3 separate regions of the Mus musculus genome follow, and all the other regions are linked to region 3. A link is a contact called in public HiCAR-type and HiChIP or PLAC-seq data. All regions are on one chromosome and are shown on one strand. The core of a region is the stretch at or near the end of the contact, and the rest is flanking DNA. Distances in the headings are between cores, read along the strand shown. Region 1 has its middle 13 kb from the start of Ctr9. Region 2 has its middle 16 kb from the start of Gm21123. Region 3 has its middle 14 kb from the start of Wee1.

Region 1 (4,964 bases), core at 619-3,118, 910 kb after region 3:
CCCAGAACTGGCTTTCTAAGGTCCACCTTGCCTGTCCTACTCACCACAATGAGAACCTACTATAAGGCCCTCTTCCCTGCTTCCTCCACCACTCTGGTGAAAGTCAGATAAAGTCAGATACAAGAACTTTTGAGGTCTTAGTTCTTCATTACCCTTTTCTCCTCCAAAGAGCCTACCCAAAGCAGATCACATGAACAGTCTGAGTTCAATCAAGGCCGTTCCCTCCTGGAGAGGCACCCACAAGCTTTTGAGCCAAAGAACCCTAGACGGGAGGCTGAGCTCCACTCTGTGTTGAGCAGAAGGCATCCTCTCTGAGACATCTTCATAATCCATCTTCCAAGCAGGGTAAGTAATGCTCACCCTCAGAGTGGCTAGAGAGATTGGAGGGAGGAGCAGGGTGACAGCAAAGATTTTCCGCCCTCCAAATCCAAAGGCACTGGCCTGACTCTCATCTCGGCCTCTACAAAATATTAAGATCCACTTAGAGAGCCAGTCTTCCCCAGGGTTTGAATTGTGTCACTCTCTTTAGAAGAGAGAGAGAGAGAGGCTGCCATCCATCCTGGTTTAAGCACAACTGTCTTCTCCTACATGAAGTTCCATGAACTGCACACAGTGCCTTGTGGTCACACTAAGGATCAAGAGACCAAAAGGAAAGGAGGGAAAGCAGAGGCTGGGCCTGTTCCCGGCCTTCATCAAGAGCTCCGACGGGAGCTGCTTCTCACTGAGAATCCTGGATATAAGAAACAGAAAAGCCCAATATGAACGAATTAAAGACACACGGCAATGTGGTATCAGAACCTAAAGTCGAGAGGTGGCATAGGCTGTCCCAAGGCTCCAAATACTGGGGTGGTGGAAAACCACTGCCAGCTCTGTCTGCAAGCCTCTTGTCTGCACATCTCCATCAGCGTTTTCTGACTTGGCCTTTTCTTGGGGGTAACAGAGCAGCAGCCGACAGCTTCCACAGCTACTTCCTCCCTCATTCACTCTTAGAACAGCTGCAGCCACCAAGGCGATGTAGAGGGGCTGAGGTTGTGTTGGTACCATTAGCTGAGAGTTGGTTTGATCCTAGACTTAAATCACACTGTTGCTCTCTCTGCACACGGACATGGAGGTGAGAAAGAGGAACTTGGAATGTATCCATAAAACCCACTGCAGAGCCCCACCCCCTGGTGTGTTAGACTGTGAGTTAGTATGTATGCATGATAGGTCGTGGGTAGCAGGTGTATGCCTTTGAGCACATGAGTGAATGTTACATGGATGATATGTGCACATAAGTACATGCACGTGGCTTGTGGATTTATGTTGTGGTTCACATTTATGCAAAGTGTGTGAATTGAGAAACCAAAATCAGTTTCCATGCAAGACCTTGCACTCTGGTCACTGCTGCTGTGGCCTCGATGGCCCCCAATGACCTGCTGCAAAATCCCCTTCCCCAGCAGCACCTGTGACAGGTTGGACATATAAAACAAACACTAAAACCTGCTGAAAGAGAGAGAGAGAGAGAGAGAGAGAGAGAGAGAGAGAGAGAGAGAGAGAAGGAAAACTAGTTTAGAGAACGAAAGAAAGTTATTTCCAACCATGTATGTCCTGGGACCAGCACTTTAACCCTTCCTAGCTCCCTGCCTGGCTGAAGCAAAAAGGGCCCCAAATCCCACTTGTAGTCACTACATCCAAGTGTGAGGCAGCCCCGTTGTCACATCCACCTCCACCCGTCTTCCCACCTTATTTTTCTTTTTCCCAGGGACCCACAGGAAGACACTGGCACTCAGTGCTGTATCAGCAGATCTCAACACTCTGTCTTGACTCTTGTAAGCACCAAGTTCAGCTGAGATCTAGAGAAGCCCATGCAATGGCCGGAAGTCCCTGCTTTGCATGGCCCTCTGCTGCCCCCTGCTGGACTATACAGCCTCTGGCTCCCCAGCAACTACCCATTCATCGACCCTAAAACAAGGCTCACCAACACTTCACCCACCCAACACTACTCACTATGCTGGATCCTGTGAAAAGTCACCTTTCTTTTTTTTTTTTTTTTATTACGTATTTTCCTCAATTACATTTCCAATGCTATCCCAAAAGTCCCCCACACCCTCCCCCACCCCCACTCCCCTACCCACCCATTCCCAATTTTTTGGCCCTGGCGTTCCCCTGTACTGGGGCATATAAAGTTTGCCTGTCCAATGGGCCTCTCTTTCCAGTGATGGCCGACTAGGCCATCTTTTGATACATATGCAGCTAGAGTCAAGAGCTCTGGGGTACTAGTGAAAAGTCACCTTCTTGTTCCAAGGATCCTGTCCTTGATTTGTTTCTAAAAAAACCAAAAAGGTAAAGATGGGGTAAGGCTACTTTACAGAGTCACAGTCGAGTTAAAGAGTGTAGCCATTCCTGAATCAAACTTACTGTATGCCTGCTGTTTGCTAGATACTATGTCAGAACCAAGGAAAGGAAAGAAACAAAAAAAGGAACAATCCTTGGTGCTTCTTGCCCTGAATCAACACAGCAGTGAGTCAGGCTGACAATTAAAAAAACAAACAGACCTGCAGTGGGGTGGGAGGGTAAGGGGGCACTGGACAGGGAGAGGCAAGGAGCCAGGAGAGATGAAGCCAGAAGCGCATTGGGGCCAGGCTGTCCTGTAAAAGCACAGGAGGCCACAGAAGGCTGCAAAGGAAGACTGGGAGATGGTGCCTGTCCCTCTTTCTGCCCGCCCCTGGTGGACCCCTCCAGGCTCTGGGAACCGGCATCCCTCAGGGTCTGTCTCCTGCTCTTTTCTGTCTACATTTCTTGCCCCATTGTCGTGATTCTAAACAAGATCTGTATGGTGGCTGGTGTCTCCGTGTAGACCTCTCTGCAGACTGCAGATGAAATAAACACTTTTCTGCCTACATGTGGGTTTCCTAGGCACCCGCCCTCTTTATTTTAACTTTTTGGTTAGTACACAGAGAGGAATCACACTGTGATGTGTTCATACACATTCCTTGTTTCTCTGCCCCACATACACTGCCCCCCCATGCACAAAGCCCCATTCGCTGGTCCCTTTCCTTCCCACATGGTCCCCATTCTGTGACACTATATTCCATGGTCATCTTCCCACCTTCCATCCTCTTCTCTCATGGTCTCATTTCTTCTTTCATGTCATACACACACACACCATATATACACACAAATTTTTTTCTCTAGATTTTGTTTGTATCAAGTGAAAATACATAGTACTTGTCTTTCTCTGGCTAATTTTGCTTAACACAATGGTCTCTAGTTCCATCTACTTTTCTGAAAATGTCATAATTTCATTCTTTACAACTAAACCTAATCCCACTGTGTATCCGTACATTTCCGTCTCCGTGAACCTGTTGATGGGCGTCAAGGGTGGCTTCACTACCTGGCTGTTGGGACTACAGCAGAGGAAGCCTGGATGTACAAGTGTCTCTGAGGTACAGTGAGCTTTTTAATAAAAACCCAGCCCAGCAAGGTCCCAGCGCCTTTCTCCTGTAACTCACCCCATCTCAGCAAATCCAATACTCTCTGAGATCTTAGAATGTCAATAAGCCCAAATGCGGTGTTAAGTCCTTCAGTGTTCCTTGAGCCACCGGCATTTTAAACACATGTGTTTAGGTGGCTAGGTGAACGGTTCAGAAAGGCTGTGCATGGCAAGGCGCTTCAGGAATTAGCCTCCGTTCCTTCCTGCTCTCACTCTGCACCCAGTCTTGACTTCCCTTCCTTTCTTTCTCCACTGCTCACACAAATGATCAACACCTTCCCGGGCCTGGTCCACACCAGGTGTGGCTCTCTCGGTCCTCCCACCACCCTCCACATGACAGTCAGAATGTCATTGCTATTCTTTGGGAATCTGCAGCTTGTCACACACACCACACCCCCACGCTTCAAATCTAGAGGTTTTACCAAATCTGGCCCACATTGCTAGAGAGATGGCTCAGCTACTAAGAGCACTTGTGGCTCTTACTGTGGATCTGAGTTTGGATGACAGCATCCACACAACAACTCACAATCATCTGTAACTCCAGTCTCAAGGAATGCAACTTTCTTCTAACCTTCCTGGACATAAGGCACATGCATGATACACAAACATACATGCAGGCAAAATACTCATGCACATAAAACAAAATAAATAGTCTAAAAATGCATTTTAATCTAGCCTTCTTTCCAAAACATCTCATCCTTTTTTCCCTGTTTCCCATGCTCATGACACGGGTCCTTCATAGTCCCTTCAAACAGGAACTGGAATTGTCTCCTGCCTTCTCTTCAGGCATGCCACTTCTTTACCCAGGACACTCCTGTCTGCTCTTTATGAAGCTGACTGTGTCTTATTCACCTAGCTAACAAGACCTCCCCTGTCTCCTCTATACCAACTGTCTTCCCATACCAAGATGGACTTTGAAGTTCCAACCAATAAACAGGTTACAGGAAGAAAGTACTAAAGCCAAAGAAAAATCAGCACTCAACCCAAATAGCAGGTGTACTGTACAGGGAAAGTGTCAAAACAGGGCTAAGGAGGGGTGGGGTGCCATCGCCAAAGCCCAGCCCAGCCCTGAGTAGCCTCCACTGTTCAGAACCTAGAGACGAGGCAGCTGCCTGCCACCTTTGAGGTTACATGAGTTCTTGTCTCACTCATTACCTCCCACAGTCACTCCAGATGAAAGAATGTTCAGATGGAGACACTAACTCATAAAGTCACTTAAAATGCAAATTATTTTATTACCAATCCAAGAAAAATAAAGGCTCTTCTGAGATGACTATAAAACCCAGGGGCCTTAAAGAGAGACACCAATAAATTTGCACAAATAGCAATATTATTTGGGTCTAAAAAGAGAAGTTCACTCAAAAGACTAACTTCCAAACCAGAGAAAAATATATCTTAGAACAAACTTGTCAAAAGAGTTCTTTCCTTAAATAAACAGAACTGATATAAATGAGTTTTTTTTTAAAGAAGCCAATAGAAAGCCATGCCAAGT
Region 2 (4,782 bases), core at 698-3,197, 610 kb after region 3:
GTCACTGGGGATTGATAGGATATAGCAAGTCGTCTCCTCTGGAATTTATCCCTGATGTTCTAGGGAAGTATGCTGATATTGCAAAACCAAGTCCTGTCATGTAAACACGTCCCAGAGTATTGTGGGTCATCCTTCCTTCATCAGCTCATCAGTCCATGATCCAGCCGAGCCCAAGCAGCTCTGCCCTCAGTGAAGAGTGAGGGAAGTAGGCCACATTCCTCAGCCATTTGGTTTTCATTTTCCATCTCATCATTCAGGAAGGTATTTCCTGAGTGCACTCATGGGTGAGTTTTCTCATCCAGGGGCTGAAATGACATTGTCCACATTTCTAAAATGGGTCTCCAAGGTTCCTGTAGGTACAGAGTCTATTCTCACGACTCCCCATTTCTTAGGCATGGTTTCCATTACTTTTTGCTCAAAACTAAAGTTATCCCATCCAACCATCATTTATCAATTCACCCATCATCCATGCATTACCTATACATCATCATCTATCCATCTATCCATCTAGGCAGCCAGCATCCATCCATCCATCCATCCATCCATCCATCCACCCATCAGTCCATCCACCCATCAGTCCATCCATCCATTTGTCCATCCATATACCCTCTGTCCATCCATCCATCCATCCATCCATCCATCCATCTATCCATCCATCCATCCAGGAAAATTCTCTGCCAGGATCTGAGATAGACAGTAGGAACATGGTGTGAGAAATGCTCTCTTCCCTCAAGGAATATTGTTCTCTCCCCTGAACTCCAGGGTTCTGATTCCCAGGGCTCTCTGAAGTGCCTATTTCCAATCTATGCTCATGAGAAGCAATAGCAGGGAAGACTGACAAGAAACAGGCAAGCATATAATTATTGTTAAAATATGCCTTGTGTTGGCTAAATGCTATGTAGGAAATAAAGGGAAGACCAAAAGGGAGCAAGAGGGTGTCAGCATAAGCTCTCTGGGAGGAGACCCTGAGATCTGAAAACTGTACTAGAGAATCAACAACATACACACAATCACAAAGAAGGGAAAAAAATGTTAAGGCCACACCTAAAATCCCAGTGCTTAGATGGTTGAAGCTAGGGGCTCAGGAGTTCAAAGTCATCCTTGCCTGCATTGTATTTGTGACCAACCTGAGCTACATAGTGAAACTCTCTCTTTAAAGAATCTAAGGCTCCGAGGGAGTAAAGAAAATATGTTATAGAAAGACCGGTTGAAGAATAGCACGGCAGAGAGTCGAATGAAGTGTGGTGAAGGTTGAATGCAGGAGACACAGCTGAGGCAAAATCTAAGGGAAGGTGAGTACCGGTCAGGAAGCTTCCACTAAAGGTCCTTACTCCAAAGTCTATGGGGAAGTGATGGTGGCTTGATCTCATCTCACGGGAGACACTTCTGAGCGTAGAGCTGGCAGTCCAGGGCAAGGGGCCTTCATGCCCGACTCCCAGGTTGCCCAAACCTGAGGTCATTAGATAGAGATAGCAAACAGGGTATCTTTGCAGAGTGGAGCCAAGTGTTCAGAGATCAGCTTTGGCTGCTGTCTTTGAGAGATTTGAGAAGCATCTGAGCATCTCCAGCAGATGGGAGCAGTGTGGGGGAACATGAAGTTGGTATCAAAGAGCTGCAGGCTGGGATGTGTGCTTATCGAGAAGAGGCAGGGTAGTGAGAGCTTTCTCATTCCATCCCCATAAACAGCCCTAGCATCCAGGCTCTGTAAAACTTCCAGAGCACAGGGCTCAGGGGTTGGGTTCTCTACTGTTCTTCTCCTTGGAGGGTCCCTGCAGGCTCAGGGCTGCTCGCAAGTGATGAGTCTGCTAGGGCAGGGAATTTTCCCTTCTCTAGGGGACTAGCTTTTCCGAGGATTGTTCTAAATTCCATTGGTGAGTCCTTGCTCAGTCCTGGAAACAGTTCCTCTTTATGTAAGCCCTCTCAGAAAGTGACAAATCCTGAAAGAATGCTTCAGTGTTCAGATGTAGCCCAGGCAGAGGGCACTGCTCACTGGCGGCTTGGAAGCAGGAACAGAGGATGTGCCACAGGCAGAGCTAGAAAATAGATGCAGGTGGCCTCTGAGTCACCAGCTCTAGTTGTGTGTGTGTGTGTGTGTGTGTGGCACTCATAGTCCTCCCCATGTTCCAGACAGAAAGGGGACATTGGAAAAGGAAGCGGCACGTCTCTTTGAGGGGTAGGAGAACACAGCGTGCCGCTCTGGCTTCCAGCTCAGGAACAATTTCTTGCTGAGGGCTTTGAATTTGCTTCGGGGCTTAGCACAAGGGACCTGGGTTCTTGCTGCCCCTATCCTGGGCTTTAGAGGACACACTGGGATGGGGCAGAGCCCTTTATGACTAGTTACTTGTCTTTGTTTACTAAACAGGGATCGCCAAGCAACTTTTTCAGGGAGGAAGGCTCCACCTTCCGATTGTGGGTGATCCTGACACTTGAACAGGGTCTCTCTCTCTCTTCTCCCCACCATATGGAATCAGTGGTGGATAAGGGACAAGTGTTGGCAATAACTATAGAATGTTGTTGGAGGGATAGAAAGATGGTAAGATGTGGAGACAGGAGGGTCACTAAGAGTTTGGGTGCAAGCCTGGGCTATATAATAAGTTCAAGGGTAGCCTGGGCTACAAAGTGAAACTGTCTTAAAAACCAAAAAAGTACCAACCAATCAACCAATCAATCAAACAAACAAATAAAGCCAAAAGTAATACCAGCATCAACTTGCAGAGATGGATCTTGGTGGCCTTCTCCCTCATTGGCCTTCCTCCCATCCTCAACTACTTCACCTTGGGGTTAAAGCCAGTCCTACCTCTAGGGATGAGACAAAACAAAAGAGGCAGGAAGTTTATCCATGGGTTTCTCTGGGTATATTGCAGCTCAGGAATGGTGGGCCCTGAATCACTATCTAGGGAACCCTACCCCTTCCCTTTCTTCTCTTTCTTGTGAGCTGTCTCTTGTTGATGGATCTCAAACCCAGGTCCTCACACTCTGAACTGCCTCCTCTTGGGAGTTTTACAGTTAGGACACCTCTCTTGGACCTACATTTAGTGACTGTCTGTTCTTCAGTCCATGCTTGGCCTGCCTCTGCTGCTTCTCTGCTCTCCCTCCTAGATCCGTCCTGGCTCTGCTGGCTCAAGCCGCTCACCCCGTTGCCTCCTTGGGAGCTCTACCGTCGCTGGCTGCTCTCTGAAGCTGCTTTCCTCTTAGAGCTTCCTGGCCTACCTCTGACCTCCTTTCAAATGTCACTTGAACTGTAGCCTCTGTACATCTTACAGCAGCTAGACCTTCTTCACCTGCCTCTCTTGGTCCACTCTCCTCCTGGGCTCAGTTTCTTTCCAGAGCCTTTTCTCAACACAGAAGGTATTAGATCTCAGTCTGCACGTTCCCTGTCTCTCCTGCTTGAGTGTGGTTGTCTCCTTTGTTGCTGCATTCTCAGCACCTAGAAGAAAACTTGGCCTATACACACATTCGGTAAAGATTTGTTGAATAAGCAAGTGAGTCACTGTGCAATGGAAATCGAGGTCTTGGTGACTGTCTCGTTCTGATATGTAATCTTTGATGTGGATGCTTGACCTTAGTGTCAACTTTGTTTTTTTTTTTTAATTAAATCCATTTTCTAGTAGCATTCTCCGATGGCTGCAAGAGACTCAGCACTGGATATGAGTCAGGCTCTTCCTGGAAGGGTTGCAAGGAGCAGATGCTCAGCCTGGTACCCAGGGCCCTTGATGTCCTCGAAGTCCTCCATGCCACTGAGGGACGCTAAGGTTGCACCCTTGTTTATGGATGAAGTAGAAGAAAAGAGTGTATTATTATTACTCAGGTTATCCAGAGGGGTAGAACCTGTGTGTGTGTGTGTGTGTGTGTGTGTGTGTGTGTGTGTGGTGTGTGAGAGAGTGAGAGAGAGAGAGAGAGAGACAGACAGACAGACAGACACCCAGAGAGAGAAAGAGAGGAAAAGAGAGTCAGAGACAGAAACAGACACACACAGAGACACAGACACAGACACAGACAAAGACACAGACACAGACACAGACAGACAGACAGACACACATGCACACACACACACACACAGATAGATCTCTGGGTGAGGTAGAATGCTTCTATATACATCTCCTAGGGATTTTCACAAGGAGAGATGTGTTCCAGGGAGTTGACATATGTTATTGTGGAAGTTGACAAGTCTGTAGTTCTTGTTTTCAGGGCAAGCTAGTAGGGCAGAGATGGAGTCTCTGTGTTGTAGTTTCAAGGCCAAACTCCTGCTCTAAAAAGCTTAGTCTCTGCTCTTAAAAACGTTGGCTCATCAGATAAGGCCTACCACACGATGGCATGTGATCTGCCTTATTCAGAAGTCTGCTAGTGTAAAGAGTTATATATTTATGTTATGGGCATGAGTATTTTGCCTGTATGTACCTATGTGAGCCATGTGTGTGCCTCGTATCTGAGGGCATCAGGATAGGGCATTAGGTTCCCTGGAACTGGAGTTACAGACATGTGTGAGCTGCCACGTGGGTGCTAGGAACTGAGCCTGGGTCCTCTGAAGACTCAGCTAGTGTTCATAACTGCTGAGCCATCTCCCCAGACTTGAGTCTACTAATTTAAGTACTGATCTACCTCTACAGCAATATCCAGGCTGGCATCTGAGCCTACTGGACTTGATTCCCTGGGGCCCAGTCTGGCAGCAGTGCAAGAGTGAGCCATACTGTGGCAGGTGCAGCGTGTTAGAATTAGGAGTTGTTGTGAGGTCCTTCTGGGGCAGTGACATCAGTCTGCAGGATGGATGAAGAACTCCTATGT
Region 3 (4,810 bases), core at 2,297-4,796:
TGAGCCAGGTCCCCAGTAGAAGGAATACACAGTCTTTAACAGTTGAGCCTTCTCTTCAGCCTTATACATTGCCCCCATTAACTAGGTTATCAATTAGGAGCTTTTTGCGGGACTGGAGAGATGGCTCAGTGGGTAAGAGCACTGACTGCTCTTCTAGAGGTCCTGAATTCAATTCCCAGCAACCACATGGTGGCTCACAACCAACTGTAATGGGATCTGATAACTTCTGGTGTGTCTGAAGACAGCTACAATGTACTTGATAAATAAAACAAACAAATACATCTTTTTTAAAAAGTCTTTTGCATGAGAGGCCAATAAATAATAGAAAATGAATAAAATGCTCCATTTTTGTTTGTGTTTTGGCGTTTTTGTCTTGGGGTTTATTTAACATTCTCTTATGTGTCTCAGTGTTTTGTCTCACATATCTCTGTGCACCCTATACGAGTCTTAGACCTTTAGCAGCCAGAAGAGGTTATCAGATCCCTGGAAGTGGTTACAGACTCTTGTCAGCTGCCATGTGCTGAGAACCAAACTAACATCTTCTGGAGGACCAGTCAGTTGGCCGATCTGCTAAGCCATCTCCAGCCCTTATGGAGTTTTGTTTGGTTTTGCTTGTTTGCTTTATTTTCTTGAGACAGGCTCTTACAACTGTAACTTGGGCTGGGCTGGGGTTACCAGGCCAAGCTAGAGTTGAACTCGCAGCAGTCCTGAGGCTCAGCTTCTGAGTGCTAGGGTTACAGGTGTGGCCTGTCACACTGAGTGATGTCACAATGAGTGTTTCAGCAATGAAAGATGAAGGCCAGTGAGATGGCTTATGGGGTAAAGGTACCCACCTCCTCTGACCCCCACATGCTCACACACACACACACATGCATAAACATACAAAAATAAATAAGATTTAACCCAGTTGAATGAGAGCACTCGGCAGTGGTGGGGTGTGGTTGAGTGGCAGAGTGCAGGCCTGTCTTGCAGGAAGCCCTGGGGTTGATTCTCTGACTAACATAAGCCAGATATGGAAGGCAGGAAAACCAAGTTCAAAGAGTAGCCCTCAGCTACAGATCGAGTTGGAGGTCGACCTGACCTATATAAGTGAGACCTGTCTCAAAGTGCAACAACTAAAATTTGGTGGGGCTAGGGATATAGTATGGTGGCAGAGCTCTTGGTTTGGCATGCACAGTAGCCAGGGTTCAATTTCCTGCACCAAAACGTTAAACACTCCCATTATCAAAAATATAAGGCTGGCCAGTGGCGGTGCAAGACTTTAATCCCATCTCTTGAGAGGCAGAGACAGATGGATCTCTGTAAGTTCAAAGCTAGCCTGGTCTAAAGAGAGAGTTGTTCCAGGACAGCCAAGGCTATACAGAGAAACCCTGTCTTGAAATACACACACACACACACTGCACACATACCACACACACACACACACACACTGCACACATACCACACACACACACACACACACACACACACACACACACACTGCACACATACCACACATACACACACACACACACACACACACACACACTCACACACTGCACACATAACACACACACACACACACACAAATAAATGGAAATGGATTTTGCATACACGAGCCTTTGACCGAACTGTGTTCCTACTTATATGTCCTATGTCTATACGCTCAGGAATGGAAAAACTCATCATGTGAAGGATGGTGGATAGAGTTTGGAAACGGCCTAGGAGAGAACTGTGCACATAAACTGTGAGCCCAGCTGCCTGGTGCTCCTGCAGGACTGTGTGGGATGGTCCTGGACTGGTGGCTCCGGAAAGCCAGGAAGTGCTTCCTATATCGATAGCTGACTAGCTCTCAATGCAGTGAGATCATAACTCACACAGGTCTTACTCTTCTTTTATATGGCAAAAGAGCCTTTGAAGATGTAACTGGGAGACAGAGGGGCAGTGCTGGGCTTCCTGGGTGGGCGCATGCTCTCACAGTCCTTAAAAGAGACAGCAAGAAATGCTCAACTAGCAGAGGCAGAAGCTGGACTTGGATGCCTTGAGCTATACACTTGTAATCCTAGTACTCAGAAGGCTGAGGCAAGAGGCCAGCCTGGGCTAAATAGGCAGACCCTGTCACAAACCTTTATCTCTCTCTCTCTCAAAAAAAAGTCTCAAAAGGACTTTGTAGTGTATCACTGTATTGTTCCCAATATCCAATATTCCCAGTTGTTCTCAGTTCCCAATATCTGGCCTGTAGATAAATCTTAGTATGGATTCACTAAAGGAACTAACAAGGCAGCAATAGACATACTTTTGTATGTACTGTTCGTATTTTGCAATCTGCAGAAATGTTTCTATAAGGGCTCTGGGTCAAATAATACATTATCTCAGAAATCACTAAAACAGTCTTTTTTTTAAAAAATATTTATTTATTATATGTAAGCACACTGTAGCTGTTTTCAGACATGCGAGCCACCATGTGGTTGCTGGGATTTGAACTCAGGACCTTTGGAAGAGCAGTCGGTGCTCTTAACCTCTGAGCCATCTCTCCAGCCCCCCCCCCCTTTTTTTTAAAGATTTATTTATTATTGTATGTAAGTACACTGTAGCTGTCTTCAGACACACCAGAAGAGGGCGTCAGATCTTGTTACGTACGGATGGTTGTGAGCCACCATGTGGTTGCTGGGATTTGAACTCTGGACCTTCGGAAGAGCAGTCGGGTGCTCTTAGCCACTGAGCCATCACTCCAGCCCCTAAAACAGTCTTTAAAAACATTTTTAAAAACAAATTAGATCTGACTGATCTAGTAATGAGATCTGACTCCCTCTTCTGGTGTGTCTGAAGACAGCTACAGTGTACTTACATATAATTAAAAAAAAAAAAAAAATACCAGGTGGTGGTGGCAGTGGTGGGGCATGCCTTTGATCCCAGCACTTGGGAGGCAGAGGCAGGTGGATTTCTGAGTTCGAGGCCAGCCTGCTCTACAAAATGAGTTTCAGGACAGCCAGGACTATACAGAGAAACCCTGTCTTGGAAAAAAAATTTTTTCAGTAAAACATTTTAGTACTATTTATTTTTCTGTACGTGTGGGAACATCATGCCATAGAACACATATGGAGGGTGGTCCGAGGACAGCCTCTCCTGTAGCTGCCCCTGGAATGTTCTCTGCCCTCTCAGCTCTTCCAAAGCAACACTTCCTGTAGCATGTGTGATTTGTCTCCTGTTCTGACCTGTGTGAAGGCAGCCTGGAGGTGGTAGGCTAAGCATGATGTTTAAACATGAGACACAGTCATATGGGGACTTGGTTGTTGCACTTAGGAAGTGGTGTTTGTTTTCCTCTGTGTATGCATCTGGGCTTCCAACTGCCTGACCAAGTCACAGAGCTGGGTTCTCTTTACCTACCCAGCTGCTGGGTGAGCTCATCTTGATCCTATCTGCGGTGAAGCAGGGTCCTTTACAGAACTTTAAAACTTACCAGTGAGTCATCAGGCCCCGACAACAAAAGCCAAACACTGTTTAGTTGCTGCTAGAAACCAGCAAGGGAGGAACGGGAGGCCGGGAGGCAGCCGTCGCGCCCCTCCCCCTCCCCGACAAGGTTTCTGACTCACTGAAGAAGTCACCACGTCTTATGTACTGCTCCAACTTCAGCAAAGCCTGCTTAATTCATTACAGTGTGACCAGCCAACAGGAGCTGTCCTTGTTGCTCCTGGTGTGGTCACCCAGATCATTTCCTGTACATGTCACAAATCCCAGGGACGGGCAATTACTCGATTATCTGCTTTTCTAGTGGCTGATCTGTTTGGGACTCGGGATTTTTATTTAGGACATTTCTGTGATCTTTTTACTTAAAAATAAAATTAAAAAAAAGCATCCCTTTATGTCTTTGTTAAGAGCAAGGTAACGAGGATTGAACCCTGAGTTTTGTACATGCCAGCCACACACTCTCCCCTGCACTATACACCCCCAGCTCAAGAAGCGGGATGAGGCGGTGGGGGGTGGGGTTGTGATGGATTACAAAATTGCTACTGTGAGACTAGAAGTGTAGAACACTTGCCTAGCATGTACAGGGCTCTGGGTTTCATCCCCAGTATTGCAATAAAAATAAAAATTAATTTGGGTGGTGTTAGTGCATGCCTTTAATTCTAGGACTCCAGAGGCAGAGGCAGTTGGATGCCTGTAAATTCGAGGCCAGCCTGGCCTACATTGAGTTCTAGGACAGTGGGGATTATACAGAGGAACCCTGAAATGACCACAGAAAGCAAATAGGAAATACAAGAGTTAGTTTGGTTTGGTGCTCCATAGAGCTGCAAGTCTGAAATATGCTGCTTGTGAACTCTTATGTTGCAGTGATGTGACTGGGATTGGGGGTGGGGGCAGTCTGCATTTTCTCTTGAGAAAGGACTTCCTGTCTGATGGCCGAGAGCTGCAGAGATAACTGGAGTTAGCCTCCTCCCACTAATATGCTAGGTTACCGTCAAAATCCATGCTGCTTGCAGCCACCCTGGCCTCCCACCTACCCCTCCCCACACCCTATTTTGGCTTCATTTTAATTTTACCAGTGTTTTGCCTGCAAGTACGACTGTGCACCATGTGTGCCTTGTGTTAGTGGAAGATAGAAGAGGGCATCAGATCCCCTGGAACGTTGTGAGTTGCCATGTGGGTCCTTGGAACTGGACCAAGTCCTCTGGAAGAGCAGACAGTGCTCTTAATTGCTGACACAATTATGCATTTTTTCCCCAAGATCCTAAAATGTATCACTCTTTGTTGGATACCATTCTGATACTTTGTTTTTAATTGCTTACTGTTGGGTATATGCATGGTATGTGTGAGAGAGATAAAGGAGACA

Evidence for each region. HiCAR-type assays count read pairs that join an accessible place to other places. HiChIP or PLAC-seq counts read pairs in DNA pulled down with a chosen protein or histone mark.
Region 1: a FOXA1 HiChIP or PLAC-seq map of pancreatic cancer cells shows a contact between it and region 3. The contact joins two enhancer-like sites. A contact is called at or near these places in 1 of 39 promoter capture datasets (the C10 cell line) and 2 of 115 datasets of contacts at active chromatin or transcription factors (embryonic stem cells and pancreatic cancer cells).
Region 2: a contact with region 3 is called in a HiCAR-type map of fibro-adipogenic progenitors, with 2.8 times the contacts expected there. The contact joins two enhancer-like sites. A contact is called at or near these places in 2 of 484 Hi-C or Micro-C datasets (adipose-derived mesenchymal stem cells and uterus) and 2 of 115 datasets of contacts at active chromatin or transcription factors (fibro-adipogenic progenitors and pancreatic cancer cells).

What each region holds. Positions count from the first base shown.
Region 1 is chr7:111,013,248-111,018,211 of GRCm38.p6, forward strand. No RefSeq gene overlaps it. Among named protein-coding and RNA genes, the nearest start is that of Ctr9, 13 kb to the right of the region's middle. Within about 2 kb of position 1,869, at least 50 of the 459 cell types and tissues checked have an H3K27ac peak or open chromatin away from gene starts, as enhancers often do. A contact at or near this core is called in pancreatic cancer cells, where this site is marked.
Region 2 is chr7:110,713,729-110,718,510 of GRCm38.p6, forward strand. No RefSeq gene overlaps it. Among named protein-coding and RNA genes, the nearest start is that of Gm21123, 16 kb to the left of the region's middle. Within about 2 kb of position 1,948, at least 108 of the 459 cell types and tissues checked have an H3K27ac peak or open chromatin away from gene starts, as enhancers often do. A contact at or near this core is called in fibro-adipogenic progenitors, pancreatic cancer cells and uterus, where this site is marked.
Region 3 is chr7:110,105,880-110,110,689 of GRCm38.p6, forward strand. No RefSeq gene overlaps it. Among named protein-coding and RNA genes, the nearest start is that of Wee1, 14 kb to the right of the region's middle. Within about 2 kb of position 3,547, at least 283 of the 459 cell types and tissues checked have an H3K27ac peak or open chromatin away from gene starts, as enhancers often do. A contact at or near this core is called in fibro-adipogenic progenitors, pancreatic cancer cells and uterus, where this site is marked.